3 separate regions of the Sus scrofa genome follow, and all the other regions are linked to region 2. The links are chromatin contacts, called in public targeted proximity ligation maps. All regions are on one chromosome and are shown on one strand. The core of a region is the stretch at or near the end of the contact, and the rest is flanking DNA. Distances in the headings are between cores, read along the strand shown.

The links.
Region 1: a targeted proximity ligation map of alveolar macrophages shows a contact between it and region 2.
Region 3: a contact with region 2 is called in a targeted proximity ligation map of alveolar macrophages. A contact is called at or near these places in 1 of 47 Hi-C or Micro-C datasets (embryonic fibroblasts) and 1 of 2 datasets of targeted methods (alveolar macrophages).

What each region holds. Positions count from the first base shown.
Region 1 is chr4:62,097,910-62,102,314 of Sscrofa11.1, forward strand. No RefSeq gene overlaps it. Among named protein-coding and RNA genes, the nearest start is that of STAU2, 39 kb to the right of the region's middle.
Region 2 is chr4:61,909,295-61,913,639 of Sscrofa11.1, forward strand. No RefSeq gene overlaps it. Among named protein-coding and RNA genes, the nearest start is that of LY96, 39 kb to the right of the region's middle.
Region 3 is chr4:62,075,470-62,079,782 of Sscrofa11.1, forward strand. The region is part of intron 4 of UBE2W (ubiquitin conjugating enzyme E2 W); the gene reads left to right. Among named protein-coding and RNA genes, the nearest start is that of UBE2W, 31 kb to the left of the region's middle.

The sequences.
Region 1 (4,405 bases), core at 1,567-4,066, 190 kb after region 2:
GAAAACATCTCCCCTGCTGTTTTTCACGTGACACATTTTCAAATCCTTCTGTCATTCTTTTGTAGGGTCAAGATTTTCAAAGATGCTTCGAAGTGCGGTAACCAGAATTGATCTCTACTTCAAATACTCTGAGAGATAAAAGAGGATGGAATGTGCTCTCTGGTTTAGGTCAGAGATTTTCAAGCTGTTTCTCACAGCTCTAGGAATTCCTTGGAGGTACCCCAGGGACACAGCTGAACATTTTTCATGTGAATGTTCTGCATGTGTTTGCATTAGGAGGAGGGGCTTGCTATTTAGAACAAGTTTGAAAAAAACACTGGTTTAGACATTACTTTTAAGTAACACCTAAGATTGAATTAACTTTTTTTGGCAGCCACATGACATATGATTTTGATTGGTAAAAGCTGCATTCTTCATTTTCTTATATCTGCTTAGGGTTTAAACATTTTTTAAAAATTGTCTGTTTCCAAATAAATTATGTTACTTTTTCCTATAAGAGTTCATCTTGTTTAGTTCTGTCATTCTATTGAGCATTGTGTTTTTTGTTTTCTTTTTCCATCCTGCAACATGTTCTCGCTCCTTCCTTTTCAATATCAGCTTGAAGCCTTTGTCCTAAATCTTTTCAGTATTTAAAACCACAAAGACACGAGGCTACAGCATACAATTTGGTATCTGCAGCTCAGTGCGTTATTAAACTACTCTCTCTATATTTTTCTTTCTTTCTTTTTTGTCTTTTTGCCTTTTCTAGGGCCGCTTCCCGTGGCATATGGAGGTTCCCAGGCTAGGGGTCTAATCGGAGCTGTAGCCGCTGGCCTACACCACAGCCACAGCAACGCGGGATCGGAGCTGTATCTGTGAACTACACCACAGCTCATGGCAATGCCGGATCGTTAACCCACTGAGCAAGGCCAGGGATCGAACCTGCAACCTCATGGCTCCTAGTCGGATTCGTTAACCACTGCGCCATGACAGGAACTCCTATATTTTTCTATTACACATCACTCAGGTCATATTTCTGCATAAATTTGTCAAAGGAGCTGACAGTTATTCTTTTAAAACATTTTTTATTGAAGTATAGTTGATTTACAGTGTTTGTCAATTTCAGCTGTACAGCATAATGACCCAGTCATACATATATATATATACATTCTTTTTCTCATATTATCTTCCATCATGTTCTATTGCAAGCGATTGGGTATAGTTCCCTGTGCTGTACAGCAGGACCTCATTGCTTATCCGTTCTAAATGTAATAGTTTGAGACACCAGTTATTCTGATGCATCTTATTCTTGGTGAGTGTATGCTGGTTCCAAATGCTCATTCCTTTGGTTTATATTTGAAGAGTTGAATTTTACATATTGTTTTGCAATTTATTTATTTATTTGTTTATTTCAGGCCTGCACCCGTGGCATATGGAAGTTCCAAGGCTAGGGGTTGAATTGGAGCTATAGCTGCCAGCCACAGCCACAGCCATGGCAATGCCAGATCCCAGCCACATCTGCAACCTATACTACAGCTCACAGCAACTCTGGATCCTTAACCCCTGAGTGAGACCAGGGATGGAATCCGCATTTTCATGGATACTGGTCGGGTTCATAACCCTCTGAGCCACAATGGGATCTCCCAGAACTATCCTTTTTTAAAATTCAATTTTTGCAATGTTACTAAGATATGATTGCCATACCACCATATAAATTTACAGTGTACAAATGTAATGACTTTATGTGCTTACATATATTGTGAAATTATTATCTTAGTAGAGTTAGTTAATACTTCCATCACTTCACATAGTTACCATTTCTTTTTATTTCTTTTTTTTTTTTCAGGACCACCTGCTGCATATGGAAGTTCCCAGGCTAGGGATCAAATTGGAGCTTCAGCCGAGGCCTACACCACAGCCACGGCAACACGTGATCTGAGCCACATCTCCATCTATGCTGCAGCTTACAGCAGCACCAGATCCTTAACCCACTGAGTGAGGCCGGGATTCGAACCCACACCCTTGTGTATACTAGTCAGGTTCTTAACCTGCTAAGCCACAACGGGAACTCCACCATTTCTTTTTTGTGATGAGAACACTTAAGATCTCTCTTAGCAACTTTCTAGGATATATGTTGTACTAACATGCCTTACATTAGACTCCCAGAATTTATTCATTGTATTGGAAATTTGTACCCCTTGATCACCATCTCCCCATTTTCCTACCTCCAGCCCCTGGCAACCACTATTCTACTCCCTGTTTTCATGAGTGCAGCTTTTTTTAGATTCCACATGTGAGTAATCGTATCATATGGTATTTGTCTTTCTCTGCTGACTTATTTTATTTAGCATAATGCTCTCAAGGTCCATCCCTGTTGAAGCAAATGGCAAGATGTCCTTTTTTGTTATGGCCGAAAAATATTTCATTATATATATATATCACAATGTTATTCATTCATCTCCTGAGGGACTTTCAGGTTATTTGCACATCTTGGTGAATTGAGTAATGCTACAGTGAACATGGAAGTGCAGATATTGCCTCAATATCCTAATTTCATTTCCTTGGGATACTCAAAAGTGGGGTTGTGGGATCATATGATAGTTCTATTTTTAATTTTTTGAGGAACCATCATTCTGTGCTCCACAGTACCAGTTTATATTTCCACCAACAGTGCACAAGCGTTGCCTTGTCTCTTGCCACCAACACTCATCTCTTGCCTTATTGTTTTTTTGTTTTGTGAGTGAGGTGGAGGTTGACCACGCCCAAGGTGTGGGATAGTTCTCAGGTCAGGGGTCGAACCCACGCCGCAGCAGTGATGCAAGCTGCTGCAATGATGATGACAGATCCTTAACTTGCTGTGCCACAAGAGAATGCTGACTTTTTCGTAATAATCATTCTAACAGTACAAAGTGATTTCTCATTGTGTTTTTTGCTTTGCATTTCCCTGATTATTAGGGATGTGAAGCATTTTTTCATGTACCTGTTGGCCCTTTGTATGCCTTCTTTGGAAAAATATTTATTTAGTTCCTCAATCTTAGTATTTATTGTCTTTGATGTTATTGTGAAAAGAACTGCTTTATTTCCTCAGATTTTTAAAAAATTGTAGGGCCACACCCTCAACATACAAAGGTTCCCAGGCCAAGAATTGGAATTTTTTAAAAATTATTTATTTATTTATTTATTTTCTTTAGTCTTTTGAGGGCCGCACCCAAGGCATGTGGAGTTTCCCAGGTTAGGGGTCTAATGGGAGCTGCAGCTGCCAGCCTACACCACAGCTCATGGCAACACCAGATCCTTCACCCACTGAGCAAGGCCAAGGATCGAACCTACAACCTCATGGTTCCTAGTCGGATTCATTTCCAGTGCACCACGATGGGAACTCCCAAGGATTGGTATTGAATCTGAGCCACAGCTGCAACCTCTGCTGCTGCTGCTACTGCTGCTGCCACAACATACATCTTTTAATCCACTGCACCGGGCTAGGGATTGAACCCGCACCTCTGCAGCAACCCAAGCCCCTGGAGTCAGATTCTTAACTCACAGCAGGAGGAACACCCTTTTTCATGTATTTTTAAAGTGTTGAGTTTGGATCCTGTAATTTTATTAAATGTATTGATTATTGCTAACAGGTTCTTTGTGTGTGTGGAGACTTTATAAGATTTTCTATTTATAAGACCATATCATCTTCAAACAAAAATGATTTTACCTCTTTTTTTGCAGTTTAGATGCCCTTTATTTCTTTTTCTTACCTGGTTGCTCTTTAGGACTTCCGGTTCTATATGGAATAGGAGTGGTGAGAGGGGCACACTCGTCTTGTTCCTGATCATAGAGGAAAGCCTTTCAAGCTTTTACCACAGAATGTAATTTTAACTGGTAGGCCTGTCATATAGAGCCTTTATTATGTTGAGGTACATTCCTTTCACCCCTCCATATGATAGTTTTTATCATGAAAGGATGTTGTATTTTGTCAAATGCTTTTTCTATATCTATTGAGGTGATCATATGATTTTTTTCTTCCCTTATGTTAACATGGTGTATTGCATTTATTCATTTACATACATTGAACCATCCTTGCATTCCAGGGAGGAATACTCCTTGATCATGGTGTGTGGTCCTTTTCATGTGCTGTTGAACTCAGTTTACTATATTTTCTCGAGAACTTTTATATCTGTATATTCATTAGTGATGTTGACCTAAAGCTTTATTTCTTGCAGTGTCCTGTTTTGGTGTCAGGGTGGTACGAGCCTTGTAAAATGAGTTTGGGCATGTTCCTGCTTCACTTTTTTGAAAGATTTTGAGAGGATCAGCATTATTTCTTTAATATTATTATTATTCTGCTTTTTAGGGTCCCACCTTCAGCATATGAAGGTTCCCAGGCTAGGGGTTGAGTCCAATCAAAATGGTTGTGACCTACGCCGCAGCCACA
Region 2 (4,345 bases), core at 1,182-3,681:
CCTTAACCCACTGCACCAGGCCAGGGATCGAACTGGTGCCTCCACAGAGACAAAAGAGATCATTAACCTTCTGTGCCACATCGGGAAGTCCCACAGCCAAGTCTTGATTAGACTTATTCAGTTATCAAGACTTATTCAGTTATCAATACAACGTCAGTCTTGACTGACTGCTGAAACTCAAGAATTATTTCCTTAAATAGCAATTTAAAATACCATCTCCAATGTGTGTGTTTTTTCCACACTATCAAGAAATTAAGGAGTTCCCCTTGTGGCTCAGTGGAAACGAACCTGACTAGCATCCATGAGGACACAGGCTTAATCCCTGGCCTCAATCAGTGGGTTAAGGATCCGGCGTTGCCATGAGCTGTGGTGTAGGTCACAGATATGGCCCAGACCCCATGTTGCTGTGACTGTGGTGCAGGCCCGCAGCCATAGCTCTGATTCGACCCCTAACCTGGGAACTTCCATATGCAGCACCTGAGGCAGGGAAGGAACGGGGAGGGGAAGGAGGAAGAAAGGAAGGAAAGAAAGAGGGGGGGAAGGACGGAAGGAAGGAAGGAATTATCAGAGAACAACCAGGTGTTCCACAAATTTAACTCAATTCTGACACTATCCACCTGGAGACAGTATCAGATTCTACAAGCTAATAGCCAAATATCGCCAGACTGCACCCACTCGAGAGGCCGGTCATGGGTCCAGCTTGCTTCTGACCAACTCACTATAAATCAGAAGTCCCCATAAGCTCCTCCTCCAGGTTTAATTTGCTAGAGAGGCGCACAGAAATCCGGGAACCAGTCTACTTACTAGATCACCGGTTTATTATGCAGGATAGTAAAAGACGTGGATGAACAGCCAGATGAAGAGAAGCATAAGGCGAGCTCCTCAGTGCAGAGCTTCTGGCCCCATGGAGTTTGGGTCACCAGGGTGCGGATGGGTTCTACTTCACCAACCTGGATGCTCTAGAAAGCCCTTCCTTTGGCATTTTTTATGGAGGCTTGATTACACAAGCATGATTGATCAAACCATTGGCCATTGGCCAGCCCAGAGATTCAACTTCTGCCCCCTCCACTCCCCAGAGGGGAGGGGGTGGGACTGAAAGTTCCCCCCCTCCAATCACATGGTTGATTCCCCTGGCAACCAACCCTCAACCTTAGGTCCTTCCTAAAGGAACCTCATTGACATAAGCTCAGGTGTGGTTAAAGGGGCTTGTTACCAATATTAAGATCTCTTTATTGCTCTTAACATTTAGGACATTCCAAGAGTTTCTGTGCCAGAAACAAGAGGAAAACCAAATAATAGATTTTGCATTATAAATCATATCACACCAAGCTTCCAGATTCTAAACAGAGAAAGTACCTTTTAACTCTTTGCTTCTCAACTCTTGTGGAAAGTTCAGGTTTGAGAATTAGCATTTAGGTAGAACTGTGTGAAAGCCCTAATTCAAGCATTAGAATTTACTCCTCATCAAGCAAATGCCTGAGATGCTGCCTAACTGGGATCTTATTGCTATGACTAAAAACTGCTGAGTTTTTGTTGTTGTGTGTTTGTTTGTTTGTTTGTTTGTTTTTAGGGCAGCATTCATGGTGTAGGGTATATGGAAGTTCCCAGGCTAGGGGTGGAATTGGAGCTGCAGCTTCTAGCCTATACCACAGCCACAGCAGGCCAGATCCAAGCCTCATCTGTGACCTACACAGCAGCTCACAGCAACGCCAGGTCCCTAACACACTGAGTGAGGCCAGGGATCGAACCTGCGTCCTCGTGGATACTAGTGGGATTCGTTACCGCTGACCTACAACAGGGAATTCCTAAAATCTGCTGTGTCAAGCTGTTAGTGTACATCAAAGGATATTGTTAGAATGAGTCATATCAAATCCCAAAGCAAGAAGTGAAATGTATGTAATCTCAAAAATCAAAAAATTTTAAACAGTGCAATAACTACTTTGCTTACCAGATTATCAAAATACAGCTTTTTAAATAGATAATGAATTAAGGCAACCACAAGTGGTTCAGTCTGGCTGGAGCGTCCACCATGAGACTGGAAATAGCAAGACGGAGCCAGAGATCCAATCTATTCATTTATGCATGAATATTCACTATATAATGAATACTTATTAAGGTCTTACTATATATCAGGCAAGGGGATAGATGAAGGGGATACAATGGTGAGCAAAAATAGATATGGTCCCTGCTCTTGTAGAGATTACCACTGTCTAGTGGGATGGATAGACATCAATCAAACGATGGCACTAATTAATGTGTCATTGGATCCTGGGTTGAGTGTTGTGCCAAAGAGACCACTAGGTGTCCCCATATCCATTCGCTCTGGCAGCCAAAGCAAAGGCTACTTTTCCCAGCTCCTTTACAGCTAGGTGTGGCCACCTCATGACCCAGTTCTCAGTGAGAAGCGAGCAAAAGTAATCATTGCAACTCCTGAGTCATGCACTTAAAAGGAGTGAGAATGCTTCCCCTTTTCTTCCCTTCCACCTGCTGGAATGGGGAATGGTGGTGAATCATCTTAGAGCAGGCTGGCCGGCAACATCCTAGAGATGTCAACACAACAAGAGAGAAGGATCCGGAGCTCCCGACATCACAGAGCCTCCAGACAAGTCCTGGGCTACTTAGGCACACACTTCATTGTGAGTAAAAAATAAACTTCTGTCATATTAAGATCACCAGTGTCTCTGCAGCTAATACGTGTTTTAAACAGAAGAGTGTTCTCCGAGGAGACACAGGAGAGGGTCATGACTTATGCAGGGAGGGAGGAGGGCTCAGTTGAAGAATTGAGGTGAGAGCTTGCATTGAGGCATGGGCGAATTTAACCAGGCTGGAGAATGGGGCGGAGTGAGTAGGAGTGGCCTAGGGAGGCTAAAAAAACTGAAAGAAGACTACTGTAGCTGTTGAGCCTAGAAGAATATATAAAAATAATGATGGGGAGTTCCCGCCATGGTGCTATGGGTTAAGAACCTGACTATAGCAGCTCAGTTGCCAAAGAGGAAGTAGTTTAATCCTTGGCCAGGTGCAGTGGGTTAACAGATCTGGCATTGCCGCAGCTGCGATGTAGACTGCACCTGTGACTTGGATTCAATCCCTGGCCCAGGGTTGGGATTGAATTTTATGGCCGCAAATACAGCCATAAAATTAAAAAAAAAAAAAAAAAAAAAAAAAAAAGAATGATGGAAGTTGACACTGGATTTCAAGGGTATGAAAGCTGTATCAGAGATGTGGATCTTTAGCCTAAGAATATCAGGAAGCCATTAAAATGTTCTAAGCAGGAGCATAAAATGGTCAGATTTGTATTTCAAACATACTGCTTCAATTGGGATTAGGGTTAGGCTTGGTGTTTGGATTATATTGAATAGTCGAGAAAGAAACTGAACCCTGAGCTGGACCCTCTGGGATCCTCCTAGGAGCAAGCCTTTCCGTGTCCTCTGTTCCTTGTGTGTAGGAAATAGGCTTCCTTCAGGCTCCTTGACCTTCCCTGAGTTCCAAAGAGCAGATTCAAAGAGTTGCTAATCAGGGAAGGGAGGGGAGGCAGAGACCAGGGAGGAGCACTCAAGAGACAGGAGTGCAGGAATTCCCTGGTGGCCTGGTGGTTAGGGATCCAGCATTGTCACTGCTGTGGCTCAGGTCACTGCCATGGCAAGGATTCCATCCCTGGCTGGAGAATTTCCAGTAGTGCAGCCTTGGGGCAGGGTCCCAGTTCCTCCTCAAGGAATATACATAACAATACCTTTGAGTTCTTCTGCAGGAACTGAAGCTCCCACCCAGGTGGAGGATGGCAACTCTAGAACAAGATTCCTGGAGCACCGCCCTGTTACCTTAGCACCAACCAATCAGAAGGAAGCCACACATCAGGCAGCCCTCACCCCAAATTTTCCCTATAAATACCTTCCCCACAGCCATCAGGGAGTTCAGGGGTTTTGAGCACAAGCCACCCACTCTCCTTGCTTGGCCTCGCAATGACCCTTTCTCTGCCCCAAACTTCAACACATCTGATTGTTTGGCCTCCCTGTGCATGAGGTTCATGGACCTGTGTTTGGTAACAGAATGGTGGTAATTTTGCCTATGTTGTAGCCCCAGTGAGCGTTTCTTTAGAAAAGGAACTATCCAGTGAAGAAAGTAGAAAACAGTAACTATCCAATGAAGAAACTAGAAAACAGTAACTACACTTCTTTCTCTTCTTTTTTTTTTTTTTTCTTTTTGAGGCAAGCACTGTTATTTTTTTCCATTTTAGGGAGGAGCTATTGGCTAAGACCATACACTCCCAAACACCCACTAGTGCTTATATATTGTGGCTTAAACTAAATCTAGATGTATTAGTTGTAATTTACCCTTGTCTTCTTTA
Region 3 (4,313 bases), core at 527-3,026, 170 kb after region 2:
TACTGAGTGAAATAAGTCAGAGAAAGACAAATACCATATGATGTCACTTTTTTGTTGTTGTTGTTGTTGCTTTTTAAGGCTGCACCCACGGCACACGGAAGTTCCCAGGCTAGGGGTCAAATCAGAGCTACAGCTGCCGGTCTGTGCCACAGCCACAGCAACGCTGAATCTGAGCCACGTCTGTGATCTACACCACAGCTCATGGCAACACTGGATCCTTAACCCACTGAACGAGGCCAGGGACTGAACCTGTAACCTCATGGTTCCTAGTCGGATTAGTTTCTGCTGTGCCACGACGGGAACTCTCTGATATCACTTATATGTTGTATCTAAAATATGGCACAAATGAACCCACCTATGAAACAGAAATAGACTCACAGACATAGAGAAGAGACTTGTGGCTGCCAAGGGGGAGGGGGAGAGAGTGGGATGGACTGGGAGTTTGGGGTTAGTAGGTGCAAACTATTATGTTTAGGATGGATAAACAATAAGTCCTACTGTATAGCACAGGGAACTATAGCCAATCTCCTGGGATAGACCATGAGGGAAAATAATATAAAAGAATTTTTTTTTTTTTTTTTAAGAAGTAAATGTGAGAATTCAGAAAAAGATAAAGGAAAAAGAGGAGTTCCCGTTGTGGCGCAGCGGAAACGAATCCAACTAGGAACCGTGAGGTTTCGCGTTCGATCCCTGTGGGTTAAGGATCTGGTGTTGTCATGAGCTGTGGTGTAGGTTGCATATGTGGCTCAGATCTTGCGTGGCTGTGGCGTAGGCTGGCAGCTGCAGCTCCAATTAAACCCCTAGCCTGGGAACCTCCATATGCCATGGATGTGGCCTTCAAAAAGACAAAAAAAGAAAATTGGCAACCATTTTGAGAAAGAAAAATTTACCTTTTTCCTTCATGTGGAAAATACTTTCTTTGGATTGAATTAAGCATTTCAAAAAATCTACAGAAAAAGAATTTTTTAAAAGTTGGGTATTGGTAGTTCCCACTGTGGCACAGTGGGTTAAGGATCCAGCATTGTCTCTTTGACAGCATGGGTTCAATCCTTGGCTTTGTGCAAAGGATTAAGGATCCGGCATTGCTACAGCTGTGGCATAGCTTGCAGCTGCAGCTCTGATTTGATCCCTGGCACCGGGAACGTCCATATGCTGCAGGTGCGGCCAGAAAAGAAAAAAAAAAGTTGGGTATCAACTCTGGAGGAAGCATTTCTGAACTTAAAAAGAATCACAGATTAAACATTTAGTTATATGAGGATTTAAACCTTTGGTAAAAGCATGGAAGAACCTCAAAACACGGTCAATATAAAGTTTAAAAAGAAAAGTTGAAAAACATAACTTATTGAAAATAAAGGCCATTTCTAATAATTGCTTAAGAATGAATTAATTACAAGCATGGGCAAAAAAGTTCACGGTAAAATAATTACAAATTTAATATTCGGAAACTATATTGAATTGACAAGAGTTTTATGAAATGAGTGCAGTGCTGGAGGAGGAGAGTAAAGGGTAGAATACAACTGTTTTCATATTTGCTGGTACTGCAGTGTCGTCCTTTAAGGAAGCAGCAGTTCAGCAATAGTTAACAAGCTTAAAGTTCAACATCAAACCTCTTGTCTTAGTTGCTAAACATCTGAGAATCTATCCTAAGAAAATCATCTGTGATACAAAAAATGTTTTATGCCTGAACTATTCCGTGAACCATTAATTATGACATCCTCTCCATTCCTCGTCCTCTGTTGTTTCCACTTGTGCCATTTGCCTGGAATTAGTCCTTCCACTCTTCTTGGAAGCTCTCCTCACCAACGCCTCGTTGATTGCTTCCTCTTTTAAGGCATCTAATGTAAACGTTGTTATTGTGCCAGAATGCTGGTTTTACTTTTTAAGATATCCCCAAATAATTCTGAGGCAGCCGGTCACTTGATAACTCTTGTTTCATGGATTCTTAGATCCTTTTATAAGGACAAGTTTCCAGTGGGATTTCTTTCTGGATGCTGAAGGTCCACTAAAACTAAAGAAGACCCCACATTAATTAAATGGCCCTTCAGTTTACACTGCTGACTTCTCCTCCTTTTCTCGCCTCTTGACTTTTGCTTCCTTAAAGGAGGACACTGTTACCACCAGCAAATACAAAAACACTGCTTTATTCTACCCTTTACTCTCCTCCTCCAGCACTGCAGACACTTAAGCTGTCTGTTCCCTCTGTGTCTTTACAAAGAACCTTTTCAAAAATAAAAAATCATTTCTTGGAGTTCCCATCATGGTTCAGTGGAAACAAATCTGGCTAGTATCCATGAGGACACAGGTTCAATCCCTGGCCTCGCTCAGCGGGTTAAGGATCCAGCATTGCCGTGAGCTGTGGTGTAGGTTGCAGATGCGGCTCAGACCTGGTGTTGCTGTGGTGTAGGCCAGCGGCTATAGCACTGATTCGACTTCTAGTCTGGGAACCTCTGTATATGCCATGGATGAAGCCTAAAAAGCCAAAAAGCCAAAAAAAAAAAAAAAAAAAAACCCAAACCAACCCCAAAATCATTTCTTGACTGTCACAGTCCCCTTTACCTTATCAAGTTCTCAAATTCATCAAAAATTAAGGTTAGTCAGTAAGAAATGTTGACAAACACAATTAAATCAAACATGCTTTAAAATGTCAAAATTCTCAAGACAGTGGTTCATTCTCTTTCAGACCCAACTTCGCTAATAATAAATTCCCCCACTGTCTTGCCCACAGTGCTTTAAAACCACTTTAAGGTTATTGTTAAACTTGGGAAGAAATTGTCTTGGAGTGATGGAATTTTCAAAATACGTGTATTTTGAAAGTACAGTCTTCTCTGCCACTCTGTCCCACCCCATTGTTAGTATCTGTTTTTTTCCCTTCCATATTCCCTAGTAGGGAAATTTTAAAAAGATAATCATGTTTTAAGCCCTCTGATGCTGCCTTGTATTGTTTAAAAAAACTAATGAGAAGTCCTTTACTTAAGAATACTTCCAGAATTCCTAATTACCTGCTTTTGAATGAGAATGAGGAAAAGTTGCATAGTAAAACTAGAAATATATAAAAATTCTTTAGAATAGAGTAGATAGACGTCATTTTTCATAGTTAATAATTTTTAAAGTTTGAGTTTGGGTCATCTCCAAGCTAGCCAAGAAGTAGTAAGAAAAGAGGCTTTTCAAATTAAATTAATCTGGGAGTTCCCATTGTGGCACAGCAGAAACGAATCTGACTAGGAACCATGAGGTTGCAGGTTCGATCCCTGGCCTCAATCAGTGGGTTAAGGATCCAGCGTTGCCATGAACTGTGGTGTAGGTCACAGATGTGGCTCGGATCTGGCATTTCTGTGGCTGTGGTGTAGGCTGGCAGCTGTAGCTCCAGTTAGACCCCTAGCCTGGGAACCTCCATATGCCATAGGTACACCCTAAAAAGACAAAAAAAAAAAATTATATTAACCTTTTAATGTAAAGTAGTACAGGGTTTGCATAGGAATTCCATGTCCAATAAACAGATTAAAAGTACCCCTCCATACAAATTAGCCATTTTTACAAGGCACCTGATTCTAATTCAACTAAATCATGTCTATCCTTGCTTAGTGTCCTGTCCCAGGTATAAAACATCCTCAGTTCATTGATTTACAGTGATCGTTCTTAATATGTTTTCTGCTCCTGCTTGAACCGTGCGTGCCTGAATCATTCCTTTCCCACACTCTCCCTTAAATGGACAATTTTGCTCCATGAGTAAGCGTCCTACGAAATCAAGGAAGGGTAACATTAAACTTTGAGATGATTGAACACCTGCTCTGTCATCCGGGTGGCTGGGTACAGGGACTCTTCCTGAATTTTACCTTTACAAAGATGAAGCATTTCAGCCATGTACTGTATATTCTCCTTTATACATTTCACAATAACAGTTGCAAGCAATATGAAAAATAGCCCACCTTGTCACTATAGTTGAATTTGGAAAATCTTAATCAAAAAGGTAATTGTACTCACTCAAAGAGCAGAATCACCTCAGCTTTGTTTTGGAACTCTTGAAATTTCAGTTTATATTTTTTTGCTTAGCCACTTTAGTTCCAAAAGATCTTCATTGATTATGTTCTCCTTATAATGCCAGTTATCAGGAAATATGGACTCTTGTTATTTCTTCCCATCATCTAATTCTGAAGGGTTACAAGGTCAGATCAATGTCCTGATGTGACCGGCAAAACTAAACAGAAAGATCAGAGAGCAAAGACTTGCTGGGAGTTGGAAGAACTCACTGAAACACTTAATATTTAATTTCTGGAAACCAAGCAGAATCATAGGCCTCAGGTGTCAAGCTCCAC